Linked DNA regions of Zea mays: region 2 is linked to region 1. A link is a contact called in public Hi-C data. All regions are on one chromosome and are shown on one strand. The core of a region is the stretch at or near the end of the contact, and the rest is flanking DNA. Distances in the headings are between cores, read along the strand shown. Region 1 holds the start of LOC100272508. Region 2 holds the start of LOC100383089.

Evidence for each region. Hi-C and Micro-C count contacts between places; a contact is called where the count stands out from the background.
Region 2: a Hi-C map of leaf shows a contact between it and region 1, with 5 times the contacts expected there. The contact joins the promoter of LOC100383089 here to the promoter of LOC100272508 in region 1. A contact is called at or near these places in 3 of 25 Hi-C or Micro-C datasets (ear and leaf).

The regions. Positions count from the first base shown.
Region 1 is chr7:134,901,481-134,908,452 of Zm-B73-REFERENCE-NAM-5.0, reverse strand. It overlaps LOC100272508, which reads right to left and starts at 2,139. Exons shown (of 15, transcript NM_001359732.1): 1 at 1,860-2,139; 2 at 1,216-1,304; 3 at 342-408; 4 at 151-266. The coding sequence starts at 2,039.
Region 2 is chr7:135,304,253-135,311,282 of Zm-B73-REFERENCE-NAM-5.0, reverse strand. It overlaps LOC100383089, which reads right to left and starts at 3,542. Exons shown (of 7, transcript NM_001366809.1): 1 at 2,786-3,542; 2 at 2,365-2,595; 3 at 2,185-2,250; 4 at 2,009-2,077; 5 at 1,735-1,806; 6 at 1,464-1,640; 7 at 693-1,326. The coding sequence starts at 3,361. The coding sequence ends at 1,213. LOC103632897 (pentatricopeptide repeat-containing protein At2g29760, chloroplastic) reads right to left here. Exons shown (of 3, transcript XM_008654612.4): 3 at 6,265-6,330. The coding sequence ends at 6,315.

The DNA of each region.
Region 1 (6,972 bases), core at 890-3,389:
TACAACAACCTTCAACATGAAAACATAGTAAGTTCAAAGTAATTTCACATACTACTGTTTTACAAGATTCTCTCAAAATATACCATATACTACTGCATATGCTACCTGAAAAGATTGTCTCAAAAGAGACTGATCTGTTATTGTGTTTACCTCTCAAGTGCCTGATTTCTCCTCAGCTGCATTCGAGAAAAGTTCAAATGCCATGCAAGATTACCCGGGTACCAAGGCAAAGGCCGAATAGCATCTTCTTCATGATCATCGGTCACCTGTCCATGAAAGAAATAGAAAATGTCAAAAGCACTAGCTCTAACTTAGACTTATGCATGGGTTTTAGAAGCAACCTCAGTCTCTAATGATTTCCTGAAGTCGTTTTCCAATTGCGAGCAGATATCTTGAAAAAATTGACAGCTGGCAAAGAAAGGTTTAGCATGCTAAAATAGAGTATTGAACCACCTAAATAGGCAAAGTAATTAATCTCAAATGTTGCAAAGCATAAAAGTAGGGGGTTCTGGTAAAACTGCCAAGGTATTTCATACAAGTACAATTATTATGTCCAACTACATGGATGACTGTTTAGGTTCTTGCAAGATGAGCATGTTACAAGGTGAACAAGTGTCAATGTGCACAAAAAAAAATGTTGATGAACCATAGTCCATATTCATAGCATGTAAACAGCAAACCAACCAGAATAGAGATAGCATAATCCTTTAAAAAAGTAAGAGGAAAAGTGTCTAGGGCAACATGGGGATCAAGTCCAAAGTTAATTGAACAAAATGGTTTTATCTATATGATTGAATCAGGCCAATAATGGAACAATATTCTTGGGAACAGGATATACAACATCAACATTCATTTTATAATGAAGCAAGATCAGGCAAATTTGGTTCAACTTTCAAGAGCAGGACTGAGGAAGATAAGGCAGTATGTATAGTTATCACAGTTTAACAGTACATAGATGATATTACAGCCTGAACATGCAATTGAATACAGAAGAACTGCTAGGAAATTTTCAGATTGTCAACTGAAAGCAGAGGTGTGAGAGTCACGGAAAAGTACCGAACACAATGCATACACTTCTATGCAGAAGTAATCAAGAGTGTGGTGTCCAATATTGGTTATTAAGCAAAGTGCTTCCTCGTTCACTTAGTCAAAACAACCTAACAAACAATAAAGCAAAACTTATGAATACACCTTCATAATTCAGAGAGGAATTACCTCGCATTAATCCTAAAAGTGGCAGGTAATGGCTTCCGGAGCATGCTCATGAAGCTATCCCACTCTTCCTCAGAAACAATTTGCTGCTCCTGCAAGACAAATACATGTGTCAAATTGACAAGGATTAGCAAAAAAATCCCAATCCAAAGTTTCCAAAATTATAAATCCAACTGAAAAGCTAAAAAGCTGCAAGAAATCTACAACATGCTAAAGAAGCTCACTATAAGCATAGTGCAAAAAAATATCTTAATACTACAAATTGCAGTATACCCGTACATTTGGCACTAACTCTTAGAGCCAGCTTTTGAGTTGAACTGGTATCAGAGAGAGACAAAGGTCTCCCCTTTATTTTCATGTTTGTGCCTTCGTCTCTGGCTGCACGGGAGTGGAGGTGCTGAAGTGTAGAAGTGGATTGACTACCTTCTAACAGCTTAAGCTCTGGCTCCACTCTAACGCTAACAAACACGTAGCTTAAATGAACACTATCAGCCCCTACCACGTCAACAAATCGTCATATAGGCAGCCTACATGAAGAGCAACCACCACCATCTAACTAGCATCGAAAGCTAGCAACACCCAAATGTCAGCTTGGGACATTAGATCGCAACAGGAAACAGGGCGTGATCTGAAGCAAGCGGCAATACCTTGTAGTACTCCTCGAAGGCTGGGTTCTCGGTAGCGAAGGGCTGCCACGAGGGATTGTCCTCTCGCGCCTCTCCTCCTTCGCCGGCGGGAGGACGCTGAGGGTTGTGCTTCCAGACGTTCTCGCGGCCCTGCTTGAAGTGGCGGCGCTGCGTGCGCCCGCGCTTCCGCCCGCCTCCCATCTTACCACTCTGTCACGCGCGTGCGCGCTCCTTCGTCCTCTCGGTGGCGGCGTGCGAAGAGAGACGACAGACTAGGAGGGGTTTACTTCTGAGTTCTGACGGTTTGAGGCTCTGAGGTTTAGAGCGGCGGCGCGGCGAGGAATGCGGATGCGGGTTGGGTGCGAGGGAGGAAAGCTGGGTTGGATCTCAGAGAGGCGGCGAGGGGCGCCAGCTGGGCTCTGAGCGGGCTGTATTGAAACTCAAGTCCGTCAGTACTGGGCTCGAATGTAGCCCGCTGACGAGAGTACAACGTATGTGTATGCTCACATGGCAATGGATACCCGAATCTGAATACCCGACGGGTTTTACCCGATATGAAGGCGGGTACGGGATAATCTCTTTATCTGTGGGTATGTTAATGGATAAAAACCTCTACCCGTTGGGTAGATGGGTACGGGTACGGATTGGTACTATCCTACCCGTCTATCCATAATAAAATATATCTGCATCAATACCACTATAACCATTTAATAGAGCGCATCTTAGCTAAAATAAAACTCTTCTCTAACTATCATTTGTCTAGATATCAAGTTATGTAATCATATGATTTGTTATATGTGAAGTTGAACTTGTCTTTTATGTTTATTGAATATTTTTGAGTGATTGATATATTGAAATTTAAAACTTTCCTAGCGGGTAAGGTTTACCCGACGGGTAAAACTACCCGCGCGGGTATGGGTATGGGTAAGATTTTATACCCGTGAGGGTAACCTAACTGGTAGAATTTTTTTGATAGGTACAGGTATAAAATGGTACTACCCGACAGGTATATACTCGTTGCATCCCTAATGTTGAGTGCTACGCATTCGTATGTGGCGGCCGGGGCGGTTTTATGATTCCTCCGCCGATCAGTCGCGGGGAAACTTTATTTTTATAGTAGATTTCTATTTCTCAAAGGAAAAATAAAATAAATTTTTTAAGAAAATAACCCTTAGGCTAGTTTGGCAATAAGATTATAAAAAACCTGGGAAAGTAATCCACCAAGGGGTTTTTAAATATCATATCAATTTCCTAGGAGTATTTTCCCCACTCGGGTGTACTTCCTTGCCACTGTTTGGCAACCAAGGGACTAAAAACCCCTTTTGAAACAAAATACTTCAAAGATCATAAAAATCAAATAAAATAAGAAATATTTAGAAAATTTAGAACACAATGAAACATCACTAAAAAATCTAAAAATTGCGCGACATGATCATCTAATATCCAACAAAGTTTAATTTGAATAACATCTAATATCCAACAAAGTTAATTCATCTGTCATCACATCACATAAGTTCATCTTCGTTCACATGTACAAATAGATGGAGTACAAGTCTCTTCGTTATAAACTTTGGCACTAGAATGGATTATGAGTTTAACTCCTTTTTCACAACCTTCATGTGGACTGTCGTTGCATTTTCCTTCTCCATGTCAACTTCATATGTTGCTTCCACCTAGCACCCTACAATTAACACAAATTGGCACATAGTTTAATTTACTTGGTTACCCAAAAACTACTGGCACTTGCAATAAGTCCAGATATAAGAGAAAAAAATATTATTTTGCACAAAGGAATGCATAGTTGTTAGTAAAACAATATTAGTAGTATAGTTATTACTAAAACAATGTTATAGCATACTTATTAGTAAAACAATTGATGCTTAGTTGGTTGTTATTTCTCCAGGTTTCTGAGTGGTTTAGTTGGTTGGTTGTACAACTGATGCTTCTTCTACTTATATCAGCAACACATCTAGAACAATTGCCACTAGTACCATACCATGTTACAACTAGAGTCTCAGTTGCTGCTGCCACATCAAATAGATTATTACTACAATTCCCAAAAGAAGGCATCTCCATATGTGATTCTATGTCTTCGTATTTATAAGGAATACAAGAAACAATGGCCTTTTGGGAATTTTTGTATGTTAGTTTGCCTCAGCGGGGATGGTAGATGATAAGTGAACAAAATAGTGTTGATTTGCTAGCTACGACAATAGACTCACTATTGAATTGATCCGTTGTATGCATGCAATCCAATCCAGTCCAGAGGGAATGGAATTTCTCCACAATGCAAATTTTACAAGTTGTGTCAGTTGCATTTTCGTAGTTTAGGCAACGCCGCACCAAGATAATGAAGGAACTTTATGATCTAGCAAAAAGTGTTTCTCCTAGACTCCTATCGTGCTATGTGTTCTCAAAACTCAACCCATAAAGCAAAGGATAGAAAGTTTGAAGAGTACTCTAAGTTTTGAATATTCTTTTGTTCTAAGCAGTGGAACATGATCTAAATATTTCTTCACGGTTTGTTTGAGTTCTTAATTATTTTTAGTTTAAAAACAAATAGAAACAGAATCTAATACTAATTTATTTCGATAATTAAATTCGATCTTTAAATTCTATAGTATAAAAATCGGAGATCATTACCACCCTTACGTAGTGGTGGTCTTGCCATCTTCTGGAATCATAAAACAAGAGCACAAATTTCCCATATTCTCATCATTGATATTTTCATTATAGAGAGCGGGGAAGATCCATGGCAACTCACTTGTGTGTGCGGTGAAGCGTAGGAGCTATCGGAAAGACACGAGACATGGGACATAGTTAAATCAATTATGGCCATACCACAGCTGTTGTGTCTATGTATCGCAGACTTCAATGATATGTATCGCACAGGAGAGAAGTTTAGCCTAGATCAAGAGTATACGGAGATGGTGGATGTTTGTGGATTCATGTGTTTTGGCTTTGTTGGTCTTGATCATGATTGAACTTTTTGAGAAAAGGATGTCAGAGGATCCTGGTGTCAAGTACTCAAGTGTGGCTCTAGGCACGATGGAGTGGTATTTTAGATTTCACTCTTCCATAAGTGCTATGGTATGTTGAAGATATGCATGCTTCTAACTATTGGTATCATATATTAAACCGATCAAGACTTCATTATGCAAGAAGCACTACCGTTTATATTGGTATGATGTGTTTGGAAGGAGGAGCCACTTCATAACTTGTATGTTATCTTTAACATCTATAATAATGTTTTTCGCCATACAATTTTTCTTTATATGCTACTGTTGAAAGTTTATAATCGTTTCAGCCCAGGTCTTGACCAATTTCTAGATCCACCACTCGTGGGTCCCACAATTCTCCATTTTATAATATTCTACAAAAAATACTCCATATACATATGGAACTTATTATTTGATAAAATAAACTTGTGGTATACTTATGTTACTTTTATTCTGAGGTTGTTGATGGTGTGTTGAGTATGTGAAAATGTGACATTTTCACTATCAAAGTTTACACAGATTAAATATTATGTAGTGTCTAAAACATCTGTGGATCTTAAAAGTAGACTAAAGGAAGACAAAACCTAAAAAGGATGAAAACAAATGAAGTGCTAGAGATATGAAGATGATTCGATCTGTCACCCCATTATTTACAGGGCTATTACATATTCTCAACTTGCCCCTAGGTAGTTAGAGTGGAACCACTTGACCTCGGGGGTGTTATGGTCCAACTCAAGTTTTGTAGATCTGATAGCCACGTGCCCTTCACGACTTTATTTCGCATTGACGCAAGCTTCACGACGACGCCATGTGACGTCTCTAGTTCCTACTCAAACTCTGCCTAGGTTTTGAGGACCAAACATGAGAAAACATCGACCCGGTGGGTTTGAGGCCCAAACCACCATACCCATCGTGAGTCATGTCTGACATGCTCCCTCCATGATATTAGCACGTGTTACCACCAATCCTCAACCATCCAATCACCAAGTCTTCCAGACCCTCCGCATAACTTGGTCGACCATTGTCTTGATTTGGTAAATACGATCTACTCCTTCATATACACTTGCACTTATCAATAACCCCAGGTACTAGGCACCCCCGCGGTCGGTCCTTTCACTTCTCCAATCCCTTAGTCAAGCCTCGACATTCATCCTTCAACGCTCTGAGTCCTTCGACACAAATCCACTTAACCTTCACCATCAACCACCATCTATGTGCTTGAGACATGTACATCAGAAGTTAAAAAGATATGTTACACGCATAATTACGTCATGGTTAGTTAAACAACTCAATTCAAGGCCAAGAACATCTTTTTCATAATTAATAATCTCTAGTACTACTTAAGACTACAGTGTAGGCGTCCACAAGATGTGGTGCACGGTTCTGCCCCCACTCCCACCCGCGACACCCTCCGTTCAACACCAGCAGCCATCCCCGCCCGCCATCTGCGCGCGTCTGACCGTCTCTCTCGCCCCCGCTCTCCTCTCTGTTGTCCGCGCCCGAATCTCGTCGTCTGTGCGTGTATCCATCTGCGCGCGTCTCCCCAAATCCACTCTACTCCCCAGATTCACATCAAATTCTGGTGAAGCATGCCGCGCCCTCGCCTACCTCTCCTCACCCCACTCTCTCTCCCGCAATCCTCGCGATCTCGCCCCAAATCGACGGGGCTCTCGGTCCTCGCCGACGCTCTCCATGGAAGGAGATCGAGGATTCTGCGTCCGCTATGGAAGGAGATCGCATCCGTTGCGCCCCAACACTCTTTCCCCGGATTATGGTCGGGAGAGGAGGCGGTATCCGAAGCGCGATGAGTGGAGAGGATCCCGTTTGGCCCCTGGGTAGGTCAGCTTCCATGCACCCCGGATATCGGTCCTCGCCCACTCTGCGCCCCAGATCTCGATCCTCGCCCACCCTCTCCATGGAAGGGGATCGAGGAATCTGCATCTGTTGCGCCCCGGATCGTGGTCGGGGAGAGGAGGCGGCATCCGAAGCGCGGCGAGTGGAGAGGATCTCGTTCGACCCCTGGGTAGGTTGGCTTCCATGCGCCCCAGATCTCGGTCCTCGCCCACCCTCTCCATTGAAGGGGATCGAGGAATCCGTGTCCGCTATGGAAGGAGCGGCATGCGGCGGATTCAGGA
Region 2 (7,030 bases), core at 2,293-4,792, 400 kb before region 1:
ACGGGCGGCGGGGACGTGCCGAAGCCCGGAATCCCACCGGCAGCAAGCAGGATGGTAGTGCGCGACGAGCACACGCTCAGGTCGCTTGTCCCATCCGGCGTCGCGGTCGCCAGAGCTCCCACCCACGAGCGGCCTGGCCGCACGCGGGCGGAATCGCCGCAGCGTACGGCCTCGCGCCGGCACGCCTCGGGCAGGTACCAAGCAGCAGCGCCTGTCCGTCCTGGAACCGTGGCGACACCGGTGGAGTGGAATATATATCGAAATGCTTGTTTGTTCTTTGTTGTACTGCCTGCGTGCGCCGGTTGTCTTGTCCGCTTTGGGTGGCAGCTGTACTGTAGAGTGCACACAAGTTTCACTGTCACGTACAGCTTTGTTTTTCAGGCCATGCCATCACCGAGTTTTTTTCTCCCAGGCCATGATTTAGTCGCAAGTCGAAGCCAGAGAAGGACACATCTCTGTATCTCTAGACAGTAGACGTGACATGCACGGGCACACGGCACAGCACATCTCCTCCCAGTAGTCCGTCGATCGTGCACCCTACCGTTTGTTAGGCCTCACAGACAGCCTGCGATGGCCGACGAACGATCTTCTCGCCGCGAGCATGATCGTACGTCGTAGCATCCATCTATCCTCCTTTCGATTTGTGGCGCAAGGAGAAATTTGCCAAATGTATGATGTTTCAACATAGACATCGCCGGACCGCCGCCCCCCACCCCCAAATTTATGAGTGTTTTCTTGCACCCTTAGCTATTATGCAAACAAAAACAAAAAAAAAGCATTGGAAACTACTAACAAAACAAGGCTCCTCGCGTTGCATCACATCCTGCAGCAGCTCATTTGGTCGCTGTGCCAAGTGCCAACACGCAGCCCACTGTTACTGCACTGCGCGCCATGCCATGAATGCACGCGACCGCCGAAACAGACAGAATTTCCAGCCATCTATCCAGGCAACGCCACAGGCCAGCGCCACGAGCTTTTCCTCAGTTCCTTCTGAACACGATAAAAAAACCTGACCGATGCAGCAGCACAGGCACAGCCGTGGGTCGACGCGGTTCAAGGCGTCGCGCTGAGCAGGCGCTGCTGCTCCCGGCACCAGCAGGCAGCTATACGCGGCCCCCTGCGCGCCCGCACGTTCGCCGATCAGATACTCCTCAGATGGAAGAAGCCCTTTTTTTGCATCTTTTACTAGTATGTGCAGCTGGGCATGTTCAGTCACATTTGAAACCCGTCCTGCGACGGCCCGATGCTCAGGTCCTGGGACGACGGGTACGCCATCTGCTGCTGCGCGACGTCACTGAATGCCCCATTCAATGCGTGGGGCGGCATCTGCTCCACAGATATCCAAAAGCTTTGCATCAGTATCGTCGTAAATTTTGATGCACACCAGTATGTTCGTATGAAGATGTTAAGAAAACTGCGCTAGGACCTGTTGAATCATACGTATACACTGAATAGATGCTGACCTGAGACCCGTCCTTTGCGCTTAACTGTGCCTGCATGATTCTCCTGAACACGTCCGGATTGGCCATGCCGGCAGCGCCGCCCTGGATCAGGCCTGGCTGCGAGAGCTGCAGCTGTGGGTGCATCATTTCCGGGGAGAATCCAAGGGAAGACGAAGGAACGCCAGGGAAGCGGAGAAGCTGATGGTAAAGAATATATGGCTTTGTTAGATTCTTACATGTATAACAAATGGAGAGAGAGAGAGAGAGAATGGGATTGCAGGAAGCATCATACATCTTTCGATAGAAGCCCTTCTATGTTGAGGTCGAGCCTTGGGTTTACCGTTGCGAGCTTCATTGATAAGAACTGCATGATGCAACAAGATCAATTCAATGTTTTGATGCTTGCCATGATCAGTATGTAATAAGGGATGTACAGAATTCTATTCATGTTCTAGTCTCGGTATCTAGCGATTCTACTTCCTCTCTTCCAAATGAAGACTTGGTTCGTAGCTAAGCCTTGATTGAGACAAAGTTGTGCGTATTTTAACATACAAGTTACTGATTACCTCGACTTGTCTTTGCAGGGACTGGACATAGTTGATGATCTCGTCAAGCATCACCGCCTTCCCAGTGACCTGGATTCCAATGGACAGAGATGTTCATTTGTAATGAAAACCAACATAAAAACACACAAGCAAGTTCTGTTCCCCTTTTCTTTCTTCTGTGTGGAAGATAGACCTACTTTGCTGCAGCCAGGAACGAGGTCCTGCAGCAGCTTCATCCTCTCGCTAATCTTCTCCCTCCTCAACTGCAGAGAAAAAAAGACGCAGCAAGCAGGGTTAAACATTGGGGTGTGAATTCCAGACCGCGATCCACAGCAGACGGTAAACACGGGGATGCCACCCGTTGATCAAATCCGTACCCTTTCTGCTAGGCTGTGGCTGTTGGTTGCCTGTCCGCGCCGAGCTCGGACATGAATGTAGTCTTCCTTCTGGGACTCGGAGGTCTCTCTCGCCCCCTTTCCTTTCGACTTGCCGGGTCCGGTGGTGGTTGTTGCCAGGCTGCTCTCCTCGCCTTTGTCCTTGCTGTGCACGCTCTCGTTCGCTGAGTCGGCGGGCAGGTTCGACGACTGGACCTGATCGCCTCCCATCACCTGATGCATGACAGCATGAGCATGAGCATCCATCCAGTTTATACGGCAGCGGGGAAGTTGCAGACACGAGCAGCAAAGCAAGCAAGGAGAGAGAGAGAGAGAGAGAGAGAGAGAGAGAGAGAGAGAGAGAGAGAGAGAGAGAGAGAGAGAGAGAGAGAGAGAGAGAGAGAGAGAGAGAGAGAGCGGTCACCTCGTTAGGCCTTCTCCTCTTCTTGGAGTCGGACGTCCCCTTGGACGAGCAGTCCCCCGCAGCAGCCGCCTCCGAGCTCAGAACCCCGTCGTGGCCGTTCCGGCCGAGCTCCGGCTCGCCCTTGTCGCTGCCGTCCTTCGTCCTCTGGTGGTCCAGCAGCGCCTCCGAGGATCCACTGAACGCGCTGTTCATGGGTTGATGATCAGCTGCTGCGCCGAAGGCAGCCATCACCCCGCCGCCGCCGCCGCCGCCGAAGCAGGAAGCCCGCGCGGCGCGCTCGATGAAGCCGGAGTCCACGGGGAAATGGGCGAGGCCCTGCGGGAGGAAACCGGGGACCGGCGCCAAGAAGCCGGCCCGCGCGGCCGACCTGCCGCCCGCGTCGGAGAGCGCCATGGCCTGGGAGGTGGACGCCCACAGGCCGGCGGACGCGAAGGCGGAGTCCATCATGGGAACCTGCTGCTGCTGCGGCGGCGCGCACGAGAAGGCGGCGGCGCTGAATTGGGTCTGCCAGTCCACCGGGATGCCGGAGGACGCGTTGCCCTCCATCCCTTTCTCGCCGCTCTCGTTCATGTCCATCGCTTCGCTTGCCTGTAGCACTCACACGAGAGACGCACGCGAGAGGCCGGCGCAGAGTGGCCGGGCGCACCGAAGGTCAATGGGTGGATCAGAGACGAGAAAGGCTAGAGAAGAAGAAGTAGCTCCTCCATTGGCCGGAGAGGTTCATAGGCAGGCAGGCAGGCAATATGATAGCCGGAGCAAGCACGCACGCAAGCGAGAAGCTAGCTCCCGTCACGGCCTAGAGCCTATGGCAGGAAAAGGAAAGATGCCCACAGCCACTGGAGATTGTGATGCTATCTGCTGTTCCGTTCCGGCGAGAGGCATAGGAAGAAGCGCTACGAAAGAGGGTGGGAGGGCATAGACCATACGGGAGGGAGAGTGAGAGAGACAGAGAGAGAGAGGGGCTTGTAGGCAAAGGCTTGTCAGATTTTATAGGGTCTACTAGCACTTGTTCAGTAGCTGTTGTAGTTTCACCAGTAGTGACTAGTGACTAGTGAGTGGTACATGCATGCATGGCGAGCCACCACACCGATTAGTAGCTGCAGGCAGCCGCTTTACTCCTCCTAATCACCACCATCATGGCCGGGCGTTGTTTAAGCTAGCCTCGATGGACCTTATTTTGAAGGGCGTCTCGCCTTCGCTTTATCTTTGTTAACAGCGCTTTAATCATGCTGTTTACCTTTGCTTTTGTTTACTTACTTCCTACGAGTAGCTAGGAGACTCACCCTCTCACACACGCACAGCCAGCGAGCAAGCGTAGAGAGGAAGGGGGCTGGCTCTGGCTCTGGCTGATCGATCAGGTTCTTCTTCACGGCACGGCACGGCACACACAGCACAGCAATACTCCTACTACTGCAATGGGCAATGGGCATTACCGTGCCGGCATCCCTGACAGTGCCAACTCCCACGGGCATTTGTTTATGGTGGGCGCAAGCGCAACCTCTCGCTCGCTTTCCTCGAGGCGCCTGGCTGTAAATTATGCCCCTCGCCTCAGCCTCCCCTGCCCCGAATCATTATTTGACTGCCGGGGTTTTATTTAATTTATAGTCGGCACGGCCAATTATTTACACGCCCTTCATGATCGGCATGATTAGTTTTGTTGAAGAAGAAAAATGGTGGTCAACATTAGCAGGGGTGGGGGTGCCGATCGAGGCATTGCCTCCCTTACTTACCCCCACGGCAAAGCAAGCCTACTTTCTTTCTTTCTTTCACATCTCGTGCATCCTCCGGTCAGTCTTCTATTAGGCCAATCTGGTAACTGGCCATGAAATCAGTTACTTCAGCTTAGAGGCAGAAACAGGGGAGGGTGGGTTTGAGAGAGAAGAAGAGAGAGAGAGAAAAAAATCAAAGGCAGGGTCTTTAGATCGTTGGGCTAGCTTCCGGTTAAGGGCAAGCAAGCTTGGGGCAGCTGATGAAAGAGATGCGGCTTCTGGGTTCATCAGATTCCCCCCCTAATCTCAAATCTTTCTTTGCGGCAAATAAACAAGTTTTTTTATTAAAAAAACTATTCGTTAGCCTCGGGCCACGCACAGGCTCGAATCTAGCTTTAGATTAGTTAAAGCAGGCCTCCTCCCGCCCATGCAATATTTCTATTCACTCCAAACACGCTTTTGCCCCCCTCCCCTGCCCTGCCCCTCCCCGGCCTTAAGCTTAAGCTTTTAAAACTTGGGTGTTTCTCCCGGAACAAAGAAAGAAAGAAAGAAAGAAAAGCATCAGGAAGGAACCTGATAAAAAATCTCCACGGCTCCTCCAATCCAATGCACACCGCCGAGAAGTGGCCTGCAAGTTACTGGGTTATTCCCTGCCCGCTTAAACTTTACCTTTCCTTCAGCACAGCAGCTGCCTGCCTGCCTGCCATTACCGACCCTCGCTAAGCTGCTCCATCCTCCCTAAAGCGGTCACGGAAAGCAGACCGGAACCGAATCTCGGGAGAAATGCTAAACTAAGGACGGCAAAAGGATACGAACACGACCTCAAGGCAAGCTCCGCGGACCACCCCGGGCGACGTGGATAACAAGCCTTGCTACTAGATTCCTAGCCACGGCCACGCAGCCAGCCCCGCTTTCTTCGTCCACGACCCACTGCCGTGCCGTGCCGTGCCGTGCCGCGCCGCGCCCCCCCTCTTCCGTGCACGGCAGCGGCGGCCGGCCTCGGCGTCGCGCACTCACACCTTCCCTCCTGCTCCGGGTGCTGGGAGGTGGGATCCCCATCCGCATCCGCCCCGGGCGCGGGATGGAATGGAATGGACCCCGACCGTCCACCAGATTATCTTCCCGCGCATCATTATGCTCGCCAGAAAGGTTGCTGCAGATCTGTGTCTTCCTCCTCCCCAATCATTGCCGTGCATATTCATGTGTACCTCGCGTTCGCATCACATCGAATGCGCCTGCGCCAGGACCGGACCTGGATGATCTCAGCTCAGCTCAGCCAGCTCCTCAGAGTTTGCTGGCAGCAGGGGACTGATCACTCTTCATCAGAGAGAGATAGAGATAGAGAGATGAAACGTATACTGAAAAAAATAATAAAAAAAACGCAATGTTCGTATGGATGAGATGAGACTTGTCGTGTTGATCTTTGTCGGCAAGGCAACGGGCCGGGCCAATTCGGTGCTGGTGAGGCCAGAGGATTCCCTGCAAGCAAAACAGCTCCAAGAAATAACAGCCAAAACTACTCCGAGTAAACTAATGGAACAATGCCTGGCGCGGGATTAGCTGGCAATCGTCTCTTTCGGGTTAGTGTGTATCTAAAAGGTGAAGAGCAAAAAGAGAAGAAGAAAAAACACACACACACACAGCCCATGTTATATGTATGGAGATAAGATCTTCTTCGTCATCGGATTCGTTCATCGCACCCTGCTCTGCTCCCTGTGCAGACAGACTCTGTCCTCCTGCTCCACAGCTTCAAACGAGGTTCCTTTTTTTCCCGCGCTCAAACAAAGCTCTAATGCTAAACCTTCAAAACCTGACGATCATCACAAGAGCATCCCCCTTCCCAGCAGATGGTTTGGGGGTTTTCAATCAGAACACATGAACAGTATAGCAATGTAAGATGCAGGGAACTAGAGAACAGGAAGGGAAGGGGGGGTTTTGATTGGGACAGGCAGAGCTAAGCTGCTTCCAAGTAGAACAGAATGATCAGACCAAATCCACCACGCCTACCATAATTCGTACGTACATGCTTCAAAAGTTTGCGCGTACAGTTACTAGAGAGGTGCGTCGATAGGCACGGAACGCAAAAGGCAGCCCTCTAATGGGATCATTACCAAGAACGAATGATGAGAGTTGAACATGGATGATTCGATTGCAGAACCAAATAAAAAAAAAAGGTACAGACTTATTGTTGGCGGCTCTCACACATGAATACGGTCTGGAGAAAGAATAACTAAGGCAAACTTCATCATCTATATTATTTTATTGAGAGACTATGTCGAACCCGGAACCTTTAACTTAGGGCTTATTTGGATGCATGAATGACTAACAAAAGATTATATGTCCCTAAACCCCCTTCAATCCTCGTGTATCCAAACAATCCTTAGGACTGATTTAATAGACATGGAAATAGAGGAGATCTATGGGGGAGGAATTCCCCTATCTTTCCGATTGCAGAACAAGCTGAGATGGCCCATAATATCTCAACGTTGCGAGGACACACACCGTGTGCTAATTCAGCGTTCGGACCCCCATGTGA